Linked DNA regions of Mus musculus: all the other regions are linked to region 5. A link is a contact called in public capture Hi-C and promoter capture Hi-C data. All regions are on one chromosome and are shown on one strand. Each heading gives the region's core, a stretch centred on a gene start, on an enhancer-like site or on the middle of the called end of the contact. The rest is flanking DNA. Distances are from core to core; before and after follow the strand shown. Region 1 holds the start of Mknk1 (MAP kinase-interacting serine/threonine kinase 1). Region 2 holds the start of Efcab14 (EF-hand calcium binding domain 14). Region 3 holds the start of Kncn (kinocilin). Region 4 holds the start of Dmbx1 (diencephalon/mesencephalon homeobox 1). Region 5 holds the start of Cyp4x1 (cytochrome P450, family 4, subfamily x, polypeptide 1).

What was found. Promoter capture Hi-C pulls out the DNA fragments that hold promoters and counts their contacts. Capture Hi-C pulls out chosen DNA fragments and counts their contacts.
Region 1: a promoter capture Hi-C map of hippocampal neurons shows a contact between it and region 5, with 2.8 times the contacts expected there. The contact joins the promoter of Mknk1 here to the promoter of Cyp4x1 in region 5. A contact is called at or near these places in 3 of 39 promoter capture datasets (cranial neural crest, hippocampal neurons and stem cell-derived epiblast-like cells).
Region 2: a contact with region 5 is called in a promoter capture Hi-C map of embryonic stem cells, with 5 times the contacts expected there. The contact joins the promoter of Efcab14 here to the promoter of Cyp4x1 in region 5. A contact is called at or near these places in 10 of 39 promoter capture datasets (HPC-7-derived erythroid cells, cranial neural crest, embryonic stem cells and 5 more) and 2 of 115 datasets of contacts at active chromatin or transcription factors (both in embryonic stem cells).
Region 3: a contact with region 5 is called in a promoter capture Hi-C map of hippocampal neurons, with 5 times the contacts expected there. The contact joins the promoter of Kncn here to the promoter of Cyp4x1 in region 5. A contact is called at or near these places in 3 of 39 promoter capture datasets (the C10 cell line, cranial neural crest and hippocampal neurons).
Region 4: a contact with region 5 is called in a capture Hi-C map of embryonic stem cells, with 7 times the contacts expected there. The contact joins the promoter of Dmbx1 here to the promoter of Cyp4x1 in region 5. A contact is called at or near these places in 2 of 39 promoter capture datasets (hippocampal neurons and pre-B cells) and 1 of 9 other capture datasets (embryonic stem cells).

What each region holds. Positions count from the first base shown.
Region 1 is chr4:115,837,890-115,840,589 of GRCm38.p6, reverse strand. Mknk1 (MAP kinase-interacting serine/threonine kinase 1) reads right to left here and starts at 1,392. Exons shown (of 13, transcript NM_021461.5): 1 at 1,309-1,392.
Region 2 is chr4:115,736,516-115,739,215 of GRCm38.p6, reverse strand. Efcab14 (EF-hand calcium binding domain 14) reads right to left here and starts at 1,446. Exons shown (of 11, transcript NM_001368627.1): 1 at 376-1,446. The coding sequence starts at 557.
Region 3 is chr4:115,883,133-115,885,832 of GRCm38.p6, reverse strand. Kncn (kinocilin) reads right to left here and starts at 1,433. Exons shown (of 4, transcript NM_001039124.4): 1 at 945-1,433. The coding sequence starts at 1,095.
Region 4 is chr4:115,938,436-115,941,177 of GRCm38.p6, reverse strand. It overlaps Dmbx1 (diencephalon/mesencephalon homeobox 1), which reads left to right and starts at 1,252. Exons shown (of 5, transcript NM_001025567.1): 1 at 1,252-1,293.
Region 5 is chr4:115,132,703-115,135,402 of GRCm38.p6, reverse strand. Cyp4x1 (cytochrome P450, family 4, subfamily x, polypeptide 1) reads left to right here and starts at 1,324. Exons shown (of 12, transcript NM_001003947.2): 1 at 1,324-1,602. The coding sequence starts at 1,426. Cyp4x1os (cytochrome P450, family 4, subfamily x, polypeptide 1, opposite strand) reads right to left here and starts at 1,571. Exons shown (of 4, transcript NR_131922.1): 1 at 997-1,571; 2 at 788-898; 3 at 439-503.

The DNA of each region.
Region 1 (2,700 bases), core at 143-2,642, 710 kb before region 5:
AGATGCTCCGAAGGGGCTCCAAACTTCCTGGCTAGTTCACTTTTTTTTTGGTTTTCGAGACAGGGTTTCTCTGTGTAGCCCTGGCTGTCCTGGAACTCACTCTGTAGACCAGACTGGCCTCGAACTCAGAAATCTGCCTGCCTCTGCCTCCTGAATGCTGGGATTAAAGGCATGTGCCACCACGCCCAGCTTGTTTTTTTTGTTTGTTTGTTTGTTTGTTTTTTGTTTTTTATTTTATTTATTTATTTATTTTGCTAGTTCACTTCTATACACAATCCTGACTCCGTGTCTATTCTTCACAGTACTTCCAGCCCAGGCCCTTTAGAAGGCCCGAAGCTAGGGACAGTGGGCAGCAGCTCTCTGATGGCTGGGGATCCAGGGAAACATTATACATCAACCACTCAGCTGGTTCTTGGCACAAGGCCTGTGGTCAACAAGTTTGAGCTCCCTCCTCATACTGCAAGGTCAATTCCACGTGTAAATCCCAGAGGCTCCAAGGCTCAGGTTACATCAGCTTCTCCCCCCAGGGCCTCCCTGAAATATGCCAGATCAAAACACTCTTTCCTGGAAATCACAATCGTATGTATCAGTACCATTGCATGTGGGCAATTTACATATAAGCATACTTAACCCTCACAGTGACATTATTATATTCGTTTTAAAAAGCTCTAAGAGAGAAAAATGAGTTGTTCTAGGATGCTTCCTAGGAGAGGGGAAAGCATAGCTCACCCCCAAAGTCAAGCACTCCCACCCTCTTACCTAGCTTCTGATGGTCCACAGTCCTACAGCTATAGGAAAGAGACTGCATCCTACCCACACTCCCACCTCTCTGTTGAAAAAAGTGTGGCAGAATCATTTGTATACTATATTGCAAAATAAGTGGAAACCGCCAATTTAACACAACGAAGTACACATATTTTATAATGTGCTCATGCCAGTGAACTGTCTTGAGCCCTGTCAGTCTTGAGTGTATCCTTGTTTGGTCTGAGGCTCAAACTCCTTATAGGCTGAGCTCCTCCTCGACAGCCCGTACCCACCGGCTCCGGACCTGTCACAACCCAAGCCTGTCCATAAGCACGGGCTGAGAGTCCGAAAGAGGATCTTATGCGCTGCGGTCTGGGCAGGGAAGCAGCTTTGAGGACAGTTCTAAAAGGATGTCCCCTTCGGCTGCTCCTCCGCAGAAGAACCGGGTCTTAACCTCGAGCTGCTCAGAAGGCCCTGTCTGCCCCTCCCGGGCGACTGCAGCGCCGCACCCCAGACCCCGGCCCCGTTTCCCCGCCGAGGGACTCCTCGCTGGCTCACTTTTACCTTAGTTGACCACCGCGGGAACGGCCGCGAGCACCCCCACCTGCAGGTCTCCGTCGAGAACGCGGAAGAGGCGGAGCTAAACTCAGGGGGAGGGCCCGAGCAGAAGGAGGCGTGAGGGGGAGGAGTCACGCCTGCGCCCCGAGGGCCACACGTGGCGAGAAGCAAGGCCAGTTCACTGCGCAGGCGTGGCATATCAGAGCGTCCTCTGGTTGTTGCGGGTTTCTTTTACAAGCGGAAAGTGGAAGACGCTGCAGGTGCAAATAGTTACTTCTGCGAGCCAGAACGGAGTTCTTGTAAACCTGAGGGCAGCTCTGTTAAGTAAAGTTTATTTTTGAGACAAGGCCTTTTGTATACTCCAGACTTGACTTCAAACTCGTTTTTCTTCTGACTCAGTCTCCAGAGTTCTCTGATTACAGACGCACACCACCGGGCATGACTGTAAAATTTCTATAAAGGTCTGCGTATACAGAAGTTCATTACTTCCGGTAATTAAATTTTTTAAATTGTTGTTTTTCTAAATAGTCTCACTATGTAACCCTGGCTGGCCTCAAACTTAAAGAGATCTACCTGCCTCTGCCTTCTGAGTGCTAGTATTAAAGGTGTGTGCCACTACAGCAGCTAAAACAACAGCTAAAACAAATGTTCTTAAAGATCTATTTCTTTTTCTCTCTCCTCTCTGCTCTCTCTCCTCTCTGCTCTCTCTCTCTCTCTCTCTCTCTCTCTCTCTCTCTCTCTCTCTCTCTCTCTTCTCTCCCCCTCCCCCCTCCCCCCTCTCCCCCTCTCCCCTCTGTGTACTAATTAGAGTAGTACCCCAACCAGCCTCCTTGCCTCACTTCCACAGGCTGCAGATGCCTGAGACGGGAAGACGGGGTGCTTGGTTTCAGTTCAGGTTCTGACGCAGTTTTCTTTTGTGTGGTGAAGTAAACTTCCCTATCCCATTCAGTATTGTTGTTAGGGTCTGGAGAGTAAGGGGCTTAAAGAGCATCTCCGTTTCCCATCACTCCTCTAAAACACATTTATTCCCTCTTCTGGCCTATGTGTTCAACTATATGAGGGAAGGAAGTGGAAGTATTCAAGACTTTGCTAGATTTCAAATCTAGATGAAGACTGGAAAGGGACGTCTTTTTCCCAAGCATTTGTATTTACTTCCTTTCCAAATTTGAGTCCCCTTCAAAGGCTGGATATTGCAATCTCTTTCAACTTATAACCTTCCAGGCCCACCAAACTTCGTGTCTTCACTGCCCTTTCTAGTCTATTCCCCAACCCTTGATAGCCAACCAGTCCAGGGTCACTCAAGCATAGATTGGGATCCAGATTCTCAAAATTACTACCCACCTCCCCATGGCAACCATGATGGTTAATTAACATTGGATAAAGGCTCTAGGGTGCTCC
Region 2 (2,700 bases), core at 197-2,696, 600 kb before region 5:
GCTGGTTAAGAAACACAAAACGAGTATTGGTCTTAAGGTCCCTTGACCTACTTTTTAAAAATGCCTAGCCCCAAGAGCCTCTCTGCTCCTCTGTCTCCATGAGTAACCTTTTTAATTCCTTCTTGGGCTATGAGCCCATTCCCCAAGTCCACACTTCCACCCTAGATTTGAAGCTCTTGTTAGACATTAGAGTGACTGCTTACTCTTTATTAAGAGTTAGAACTTGCCCTGTCCAACATCCTTTCTCCCTGTTTTCCAAGGCCTACTTCCCTTTTTCTTCCAAGGGACTCCCCTCTCCTTCTCATCCATTTGCCCGGCTGGTAGTAGTGCAAGATGCCTTTTGCCCATTTCAGCCCTCCCCACTGCTACACTCACTTGACAAAACGAGAGCGATTTCCAATTGCTCCAAATTCCTCTTCGTCTGTGCTGGACTCTGAGTCTGAGTCAGGAGGCTCAGTGCGAAGCAGGCGGTGGCTGCCTGAGCCTTGCTTGGTCTTCTTTCTCCGATGGTCACCAGCCAGGCCGATCAACGCATTGAGCTCTTTGCGCTTTTTCATCTTTTTGTGGGGGGTGAGTGGCGGGCCCACTCCTGAGCTGCCAGGTTCGTAGCCAACACCCAACTCTCTCGCTGACTTGGAGCTGCCTTCCAGGGTTGGAAATCCTGGGCCTGAGCCCCCTGATCACTCCCACCCAGAGGTGGGACTGACCAGATCTACTGAGGGCTGGAGAATAGAGCCCAGAGAAAATTGGACTCAGGTGGATGGGGGATGGGGGGTGGGGGAAGTTACATAGAGATGGCCAAGGAACTGGAGATCTAAATGGATAAATTTCTGAAACAACTATTACCTGTCAAAAGGAAAACGAAACAAAACAACCCGCTAAGTCAAGCACGAGATTCTAAGTCGTGTAGGCAACCAATATTTCTAGGAGTGCTCCAGAAAGCGGGAGAAAGATACACAAAACTAAGGTACTTTAGATCTCTGGGACAAGATTCCCAATGCAGAAGGAAAATAAACTTGTTTTTGAATGGGAGGAGAGGAGACTTTGCAGAGCAGGCAGTGGGAACTCGCTGATCCTTAACTGGAGAGGTGGTGACAGGAGAGCGCCAACACTGCCTGGGCGCCTAGAAAACTCCCAGGCCGGGACGCCCACCAGGATTCGGGATGATCACCTTCCCGTGGCTTCTGTCCTGAGTTTGTAGAGACCCGCGCGAGAGGAGCGGGAGCCCTGCTGCTAGGGCCTGGAGGGGGCGCAGTGATGAGGGGTGACCACCGCTCCGCCAGCCTGAAGTGTTCCGCCACCAGCGACTTCCGCAACTCACACGCGCCGCGGCCAGTCCAGCCGCGTCTCCGGCCCCTGCTTCGGTCGCGACTTCTCTGGATGTGCTGGCGGTGGCGGCCGCCGCAGGCTCCAGACCCGGGCCATAGCTCCAGTCTTAGCTCACTTCCCCTTTGGCAGCGGCCCCGGGCAAGGCTTGCCAGTAAGCCGCGCCCCCATTGGGCGCCCCTTGGTGACGTCACGCAGGAGGGCGCGTGTGGTGCTGGGGAGGTGGAACGTTAAAGGGGCCGCGGCTCTGGCTCGTGCTGGGTCTGGAGCCACAGTTAGTAGGCCCCGCCCCTGTCGGACCGCGGCTGACCGCATCAACTTACAGCGGAGGCAGAGTTTTGCTTGCTGAGAAGCAGGGGCGGGGACTGGCACCCGAGGCTCCACCTTCTGAAAAGTTCTTGAAAGACTCCATCCCTCTTACTCTTAGGTTCTTTAGGCTCATTGTTTTAATGGCCCAGTTGAATAATTCATCCGTCCTTCCATCCATCCCTCCACCCATCTATCCATCTATCCACCCACCCACCCATCCATCCAATAAATATTTACTGGTGGTGAAATATCGAGACTATTCTAGCTCTGGGGATGCTGCCATAAACACAATAACCAATGTGTTTTCCTTTCTGTATAGAGTTGCCAGATTTAGCAAATAAAATACTGAACACTAGTAAATTTCCAATACCAGATAAACAGTGATTTTTGGGGAGGGGGGAGGGAGTTGGACAGAGGCTTTCTATGTAGTCCTGGCTGCCCTAGAGCTAGCTATGTAGACCAGGCTGTTCTTGAACTCGCAAAGATCTGCCTGCCTTGGTCCTGAGTTCTGGGATTAATGGCATGCATCCTCACACCTGGTTTAGCTATTTTTTTTTTAAATTATAAGAGCCCTCCAATATCTATGACAACTTCATATTGAAAAATAATTCATTGTTTATCTGAAATTTAAATTCAATTGGGCTTCCTCTATTTTATCTGCTCATCTGCTCCAGCTTGTATTTGAGCATGAAAGCAACAATAGGCACACATATTACACTTTAGAAGTGGATGCATATTATGAAGGAAACCCAAATAAGATAGGGTGAGGCATGCCTGTTGTCTTTGATGAAGGGATTTTTGGGCATAGATCCTTAGGAAGCCAGAGAGTAAGTAAAATGGTATCATGAAGGAGTGCTCAGAAAGACCTGGTTTGGAAAAAAAAAAGTGATAGGAAATGAAGTTACAGAAACATCAGGAAGTAAACCTTGCAGGGTTTTGTAGAAGGAGTTTGAAAAACCATTGAGGAACATACTCTGAATTTTCAGTTTATAGAAGATGACTCTAGGGGCTGCAGAGATGGCTCAGGGATTAAGAGAGCACTGACTGCTCTTCCAGAGGACCTGG
Region 3 (2,700 bases), core at 184-2,683, 750 kb before region 5:
TGAGATGTAGGAGGTAGGGGTGGGTGGTTTGTTTATGAAGGTGATGTAGGAGGCACAGAAACAAAGGATCAGGGACTGTGGGGGTGCAAATTGGAGGTGTGTGCGCGCGCGTGTGTGTGTGTGTGTGTGTGTATGTGTGTCTCCCCAGCACTCAGCTCTGGATGGGGATTCAGTACCTATCTGGGGAAGGAGCTACATGCTATGCAGGCCACAGGTTTGCAGGCTCTTGGCTCTAGGCTCTGCTCAGGTAAAGCAGATTGGTCACTTACCATCCTTGGCTAGAACTGGGCCAGGTAACACCAATCCCACTGCCCCCTCCCCTTCCATCTCCAGCTCTCTCTCTTCCAAGACCTCTAGTGTGGCCTTCTAGGCTCCACTGCTGCTCCTCTCCACTCAAACCTGATGGTCAGGAAGCCACAGGGAGGGGACCTGCCCTGCTGTCCTCCCAGATTGAATGCTCCTGGCATTCAGTGTTTAAAGATATGGAGCTTCAGGCTCTCCTGGGACAGGGACGTAGGGTGAGAGGTGGCATTCTACATCAATGGGCCTGACCAGGACAGACAGACAGACAGACAGACAGACAGACAGACAGACAGCTGCTTGCTGTTGACTCAATGGAGGAGAGTCTTGTCTGAGCTGTCTTGTTTTACAGGACTCTATCACCCCATTCCATCTAGGTTGATGAATCCTGCTACAAACGCAAGATCCCACCAGGTAAAGGTGTTGGACACCAACCCGTCTTCCCTTGCCCTCCCAGCACACTCACTCAACCAGCCCGCAGCCAGCTCTCCTTCCTGCACGCCGAGGCTGCACTGTTTATAACTTCTTAGGCTTTCATTCTCTCCAACCACTGACCAGCCAAGCCCTTCACCTCTTATTCACCTCACCAGACCCCTGCTTCCCAGAAAAATCCCCTCCCTCTGCCTCAGCTTGTGTTTGCTCACCAAGCCCAGCAGCACCAAGGAAGATACCACCCACAGCAGCAGCAGCCTTGGACACGGAGACACCGATGATGATGCTGCCGGCCACCAGGCCGAGGGCCACACAGGCCAGCTGCAGGCAGCGGAAGTCTCTGGTGCTGATGGGGATGTCCATGCAGGTCTACCCTGGGGCGCTGCTTCCAGGCCTCCTGGGAGTCTTGGACTTCTTGGATGGATGCTTCCTTGTTGGGACGCCACACCCAGGGTGGAAACTTTTGGGCTGTAAGTCTTTAGGCCGGTCTGGGCCTGGGATTTATCTGCAACCTTATCCCACAGTTTTCCAGGGGCCCGGAGGCCTAGCTTGACCTCAACACCCCAGTTTACTCTTCCTTTTGTGAAGGGCTCTGCGGCCAGAAACCACTTTGGGGGTTCCTGCCTGGCCACATTTCCACTTTGGCCAGGGTTCTAGTGACGTGGGTCTGCCTCATGGGGTCCTCCTCTGTCAGCTGTCACCTAGGATCTCAGGGAGCTGGGCCCAAGTTCTCTTGCTCAACTTTGCCAGCTCTGTCGACCCTGCTCAGTTGCCTTGGAGCCTGGGCCTATTAAAGTTTAAAGAAATGCAAGGCGGGGGTCAGGGGCAGGCCTAGGAAACAGGTTTCTCGGAGGTACAGGCAGCAAGCAGGTGATGAGTTATTCATGAGCCTGCAATATGAGCTTCTGTTTGCATCCCCAGGGTCCAGTGGGCAGGCAGCCTAGGTTCCACTGTTGGTTCCTGAGCAGGAAGGCTGGGCTTATGGCTTCGTATGAAGCTCAGAGGGTAAGGATGTGAGGAGACTCCCCAGTCACATGCTCAAGGCTGACCCTGCTGGTCTCTGCCCCTTGGCGTAGCGGTGCACCTGGGGCCCTGCTTGGAAACATGGAAGGAGGGGTAGTCCTCCAGGTCTACTCTTCCCGGTGCCTCCCATGCTTCTCCAACTGTTCTGTCAGCTGCTGGGCCTAGGTAAGGCTGAGAGCTCTTAACCTAAGCCTTGATCTTAAGACATCCCATTTATCTCAGGTAGGCATTGGTACCACCCCATTTAAGCTTCTAGTAGGAGGAAAGGCTAAACCCTGGCAATTCCTGGCTGGGAAGAGCCAGCTGGGTAGGGTAGGGCTGGACAGAGGGACTGGGCAAGAAGTGTCATGAAACTGGGACATGGTAGGGACCTTTTAGCTTGAGGACCTCTAGCCAGCCTGGCTGACATGGTCATCCTGTTTGGAGGACCAACCCAACTAAGCCTGAGCAGTAGTAGCACAAACAAGTCCAGTCCTGATTCCCATCCCTCTTTCCTAGAGCCTAGCTCCAACCCTCATCAATAATTGCATTCCCTGAATCTATATGGATCAGGGTATTCCCAGTCCTCCAGCACAGACCTGTTCCCTTCTCTAACCTGGGGACACTTCTCAAAGCCACATTACCCTGCACTGAATCCCCAGGCCTCCCTTCCATTGCTCATTTCTCACTACCAGGCCTTCGGTCTCCATCAGCCTCACAATCCCCTCTCTCCACTGCTTCTCCTTCCTCAAGCTCTTTTTTCCTTCTCCCTGCTGAGCATTTGCCTGGTGCTTGCTGTCTAGTAAACCTCTCCTTGTCCCTCAAGACCTACATGGACAGCCATTCCTGTGCAGCCTTCCTGACCATGCCTGGGCTGTTCTGCCATCCCGCCTGAAGGGCTCCCTCCTCTTCTTTGTTCTGCTTTCTTTGGAGACTGTGAACTCTGCTTTGGATCCTGGTCTGTTT
Region 4 (2,742 bases), core at 3-2,502, 810 kb before region 5:
TGTAGACCTGAGCAATGTCAGAACTAGGATCCAGCTGCCTGTCTGTCCAGACACCTGGATTACACTTGACCCGAAAAAATCACACAAGGCTTCTTTACCAACACACAAAGAAAATCCCACAGTTACACATGGACTGTGGTTACATGAGCACCAGTAACAAAGACACAACACATTCTAGTCCCAGCCACTGAGGCCAAAGACACCTTGCACAGAGTACTGACCACACAAGCATAGAACACACACCCTTCTCTCCAGGTACCACTGTCGTATAGACACAGCCTTCCAGGCTTCCACAGAGTCATGGCCACAGTAGCCAATCTTGCACTACAAGGTTCCCACATTAACGGGGACACCTGACCCCTTGGCACACACCTCAGACACACAAGGCCTTCTCTGGTTCCACAGCCTCCTGCATAACGACCTCTTCCTATGAATCAGTTGCACCTGGAAGGAGAAGGAGGCTGACAAGAACCTCAAACCCTATCCAGGGATTTTTCCGCTTTGTGAATCATTGCTCTCTCTCTCTCTCTCTCTCTCTCTCTCTCTCTCTCTCTCTCTCTCTCTTTCTCTTTCTCTCTCCCTCTCCCGCGGAGACAGAGACAGGTGCATGTGTGTTGTATGTGCACGAAGAAGTGAGTTCGGCAGACTCAGCCTCCCAACTCTCTCCAAGAGCATCCTGCTGTCGGAAGTTCCACCCTGTATGGGTTGAGCTTGGGTGGTGAGTACTGAGTGCAGGTTGTGTTCGTGCGGGTGTTGTGGTACCAGAAGTGTTTGTGTGTGTGTGTGTGTGTGTGTGTGTGTGCGCGCGCGCTTGCGCTTGCGGTTGCTTAAGCATGCAGTTGCCCAGTTCAACCTTGTTGTGACAGCTGGGGAGGGAGACAAAGCCCTCCTTAAGCCATCGCAGAGCACCCCAAGGTCAAGGGAGACCAGGTAGACCTAGGTGAAGGTTTCTCAGTACTCCTCAACTCCGTAGGGATTGACCTGCGGCTTTACCGCCCAAGATCCAGAGCCAGCAATGACGGAACGATATTCTCGGGGAAATGATGGACGCTGCCGGGGTCCCTAGTTCCTCTAAAGGTTTGACCCGGGCTGCCTAGGCCTTGAGCTGCGTAGATGTTCCAGAGGGGCTGGGCGGGGCCGGGGCGAGAGTGGCGTGTGATTGGCAGCCACAGGGGCCAGTAGGGAGCGCGCGGCCCCGCGCCTTGCGCCCGGGAAACGCGGTTTAAAACTCCAGCTCCAGCCCGGACGCGCGTAGATGGCAGCGGCAGCGGCGGCGCGGGCCAAGGAGACCAGGTGCGAGCGGGCGGGGCTGGCGGGGTGCAGCCAGGAGCGGCCTGGGACCCGGCGGGACTGGGAGGGCTCGGGCGGTCAGCTCCGGGGACCTTCTCCTCGTTTGCGGTCCTGTAGTCTGGGAGTCGGTGGGCGGATCGGAAAGTTTGAAGAGGGTGAGAGACTTGGAAGGCGACAGACACTTAAGCCTTAGGGGAGACGAGATCCGAGGCAGGAGGAGGGAGCTCCATGGGGAGAAAGAGGGAGCGGAGCGATCCCCAGGGTCGGACACGAAGCCAGGGCGACAGAAGGAAAGAACTAGAAATTCCGAGGCAGAAAGGAGGGCAAGTCGTGGGTAGAAAAGCGCTGAGGCGGAGACGGAAGCCTCGGCCGGCGAGACGCAGGCACCCGCAGAGAACGCTTCGGATCCGTCACGGTTTTGCCTCATTTGGAAGATATTACTTCGCCCCTGAAAAAAAATAAATACAAAAAAGGTTTGGATATTAAGCGGAGACAAATCCTTTTTCAGTTTGGAAGGGGGCGGCGGGTGGGGGGTGGGTAGTCAGGGTAATGCAGAGCAGATGCGCCCCGAGGCGTCACGCAGCCCGCGGCCCAGGCTGGAGAGGGGGCGCGGTCCTCCGCCCAGGTTCCTTGCCCGGGATCCCGCAGGGCCACCTACACCTCCCAGCGTCCCTATTCCCGAGTACCCCGCAATACTGGGATTTAGCTCAGAATTCATCCTTTCTGGCTACCTAGGGCTCCTTGTCTCCTGGGATTGCGACTTTACACGAATTATTTGGCCGGGGTGGTTTGGCGCTTAGCCTGCCTCTGCCCTCGTAGACACGACCTCAGGTTAGGATCTTTCAGGTGGGTTTTTGGTCCGCAACGGCCTTAGTTCTCTGGAATTCGTTTGGCCTCCCACGGCCTGTTTTGGCGTGGAGCTGGCGTGGAGCGGGCGAACTCCAGCAGGGAATTCAGGCTGGGGCGGCGTTTGGGAGGCAGGGATCAAAAAATGAAGGGCTCTGCCAGGGTCTCTCCTCTCTGGGCCTCTCATTCCGGTGGCCATAACCCATCTTGGACGGCGACAAGCTAGGGCCTCTAATGGACCTTTCTGGATCTTGGCTGAAGTTTCTTAAGTTCCCAGACCCTGATCAGGGGCCTCCAAGGCCCGGGCGGTGCCTTTAGAGCACTTAGGGGGAAAACATCTTCTTCCTCAAATTCCTATCAATCTGGGGACCAAATCCTGGTAGGGGGCTGAGGGCTCTCGGTGGTGCAGTTGTGTAGTGACTTGTCGGAGAAACCAAGGCTAGGCTCTGGGAGAATTGTATCTAGAGGCCGGGCCTTTCGCCTTTCCCTTTTTGGGAACATTCCAAAGCTGGGAATCCGCGGGGCCTCTAGTGTAGCCTCAGCGAGGGTTCTGCCTGGGGCGGTAGAAGGACTTTTTCGTTTTAGAAAAAAGCGGACGGACGGGAG
Region 5 (2,700 bases), core at 75-2,574:
ATTTATTGAAGTGGCAAAATATACAAGATCATTGCCAATTTAAAAAAATTTTTTTTGTTTTTTTTTTTTGTTTGTTTGTTTTGGTTTTTGAGACAGGGTTTCTCTGTGTAGCCCTGGCTATCCTAGAACTCACTCTGTAGACCAGGCTGGCCTCGAACTCAGAAATTCACCTATCCTCTGCCTCCCAAGTGCTGGGACTAAAGGCGTGCACCATCACTGCATGGCTAAAAATTTGTTAAAAACTGAGAAGTGATCCTTCCCTCGGCATTCCTATCCTGGCTTAGGCCATTTGCTCAGTAGCCACAGGAGCATCCCAACCCCTCACCCTGTTGTTTATCAGTCAGCCAAAGGGAACCAGAGACCAGAGCAGACAAGACACAAGGCTGAGAGCAATCAGAACCCAGAGGATAGAGCAAGGAACTTCACAATCTCCAGTACCTTCACCGTGTATTCCCTATGAGAGACATGTCATGATAGGGCAGGGAGCCCCGCACAGGAAGAACCTGAAAGAAGAAGGTGAAAGTCTTACTAACACTAAAAAAAAGTGTAAAATATCAATACGTGGACCAGATGAAGCCATTTCCCCCTGGAGTCTGTGGTTACTGCTTCCCTGACCAAAAAATATTCTGTCTTCAGAGGTTGGGATGGGGACAGAGAAGTCAGGAGTGGGGACGTTGACAAGGAAGAAAATAGGGAGTTGGTAACTGAGATTTAATCTATTGTTCAGGGCTGTAACTCCAGCACTACCATAGGTCTGCCTTAGCATAAATAAATGGACTGATTGTACCTGAATAATAGAAATACTCTGTAGTGGTGCACCACTGTCTGTCTCTTCTCATCTCGGGGGTTTGGTACTCTGACACAGCTTGAAAGGAGCCACGGTGGACCTTGGTGCACTCTAGAAATCGGGATGAAGAACAAGGGAAAACATTCACATGCACAGTTTGGCAGGCCACACTGCACATGTATGGTGGCCATGCCCTCCTCGGCTCCCACCTAGTTCCTGTGGCTGCTCATAGATTTCCAGAGTGGGAAAGCAGGTCATTTCGCATAGCAGTTTATTTTCGTTCGTGACAAGGAAGAGAAATAATTACATCAGCCTGAGCATTATTTCAAAGTCTAAATTCAGATCTTCCGCGATTGGAAACTGTCAAACTTAAAATAAGACACTCCGCGAACGAAGTCTGTCTGCCTGAATCCAAGCGTGCACCAGCGAATGGATAGCGCAGACTGGAAATCCCGAAGGACCAGCATCTTCTTCCCAGGCAGGAGCTGCCCCTCCCCCACCTCAGTTACACCAGGGCTCACTGGGGAGGGGGCTGGGTGGTTCACGCCAGCTCCGGGCTGGAGAAAGCTAAGAGCTTCCCACCACCACTACCATATCCTCCACCCACCCACTGCCCGCCGAAAAGCGAGCTCAGAGTGATGGAGGCCTCCTGGCTGGAGACTCGTTGGGCGCGGCCCTTGCACCTGGCTTTGGTGTTCTGCCTGGCGCTGGTGCTGATGCAGGCCATGAAGCTCTACCTGCGGAGACAGCGACTGCTGCGCGACCTGAGCCCCTTCCCGGGGCCTCCCGCCCACTGGCTCCTGGGACACCAGAAGGTAGATGGAGGGAGGGGCGCAGCAGGATGCTGCCGAGGAAGCCAATAGCCTAGCCTCTGCTTCCATCCCTCCCATGCAGTTTTGAGCTATTCTAGGACTTCCAGCCTGGGGGATGGGGGAGGGTAGGGTGGCTCTCAGCTCCTCTGCAATACTAGGAACTCTCGCATTCCCCCGCGGAAGGGTTACTAGACAGGGAGGTTATTTGGGAAACGTGAATATTGTAAAAGAGCACTAGGTGTCAGCTCAGTCTCCAGTCGCCTTGGTATGTCTTCTGCGTGTATTGTTTAACACTCAGTGTGTTGCTCTAACTCATACTTAGTTGTAGAAAATGTTCAAAAGCGATAGCAATAGTTGACCCCTTGGTTCATTCAGGCCAGGAAAAAAAAAATGTCTTTTTAAAGCTTCCTGTAAAAGCGGGAGGGGCCGCACCCCATTGCTCTGCGGATACTGATTGCCCTATCACTTGCCATATCACTTGTTCCATGTCTCCTGTTTTCAAATCCACTTCCTACCCAGACTGATAAATTCTGTCAACACATTGGGAGTAGCAGCTGTGTGTGCTAAGTCCTAGGTCTACAAAAGGAAAGTGAGTCTTTTCCCTGACGGGCCCAAGTAAGGTACAGACTTGAGCACTAAGAGAAAATGAAAATCCTGGCTTGGAGGGATGGTGTGCCTCCTCCTAGGATCCCTGGGGGAAGAAAGAACCACTAGCTGTGAAGCGCCTGCACAAACTCTCCAGGAATGGGTGGGCTGGAAAGTCTGCCCTGGGGATTTTGCTCCTTGGCTTCCTCGACTATATTATATATATTATATTATTATATTATATCTCTGCCATGTATCATTTCCATGTGCCATGTGGTGACTCGAGGTCCCTTCAGATACACTCAGATGCACATAAACCATGCTCTCTTGTCTTTTCTTTCTCTCTTCCTTCCTTCCTTCCTTCCTTTCTTTCTTTCTTCCCTTCTTTCTTTCTTTCTTTCTTTCTTTTTTTCTTTCTTCCTTTCCCTCTCTCTTTATTCTCTCTCTTTTCTTTGTTAAAATGTTTTGATTGGGAGTTTGGATTTTAGGTTTGATGTGGACAGTCAATCACTATAG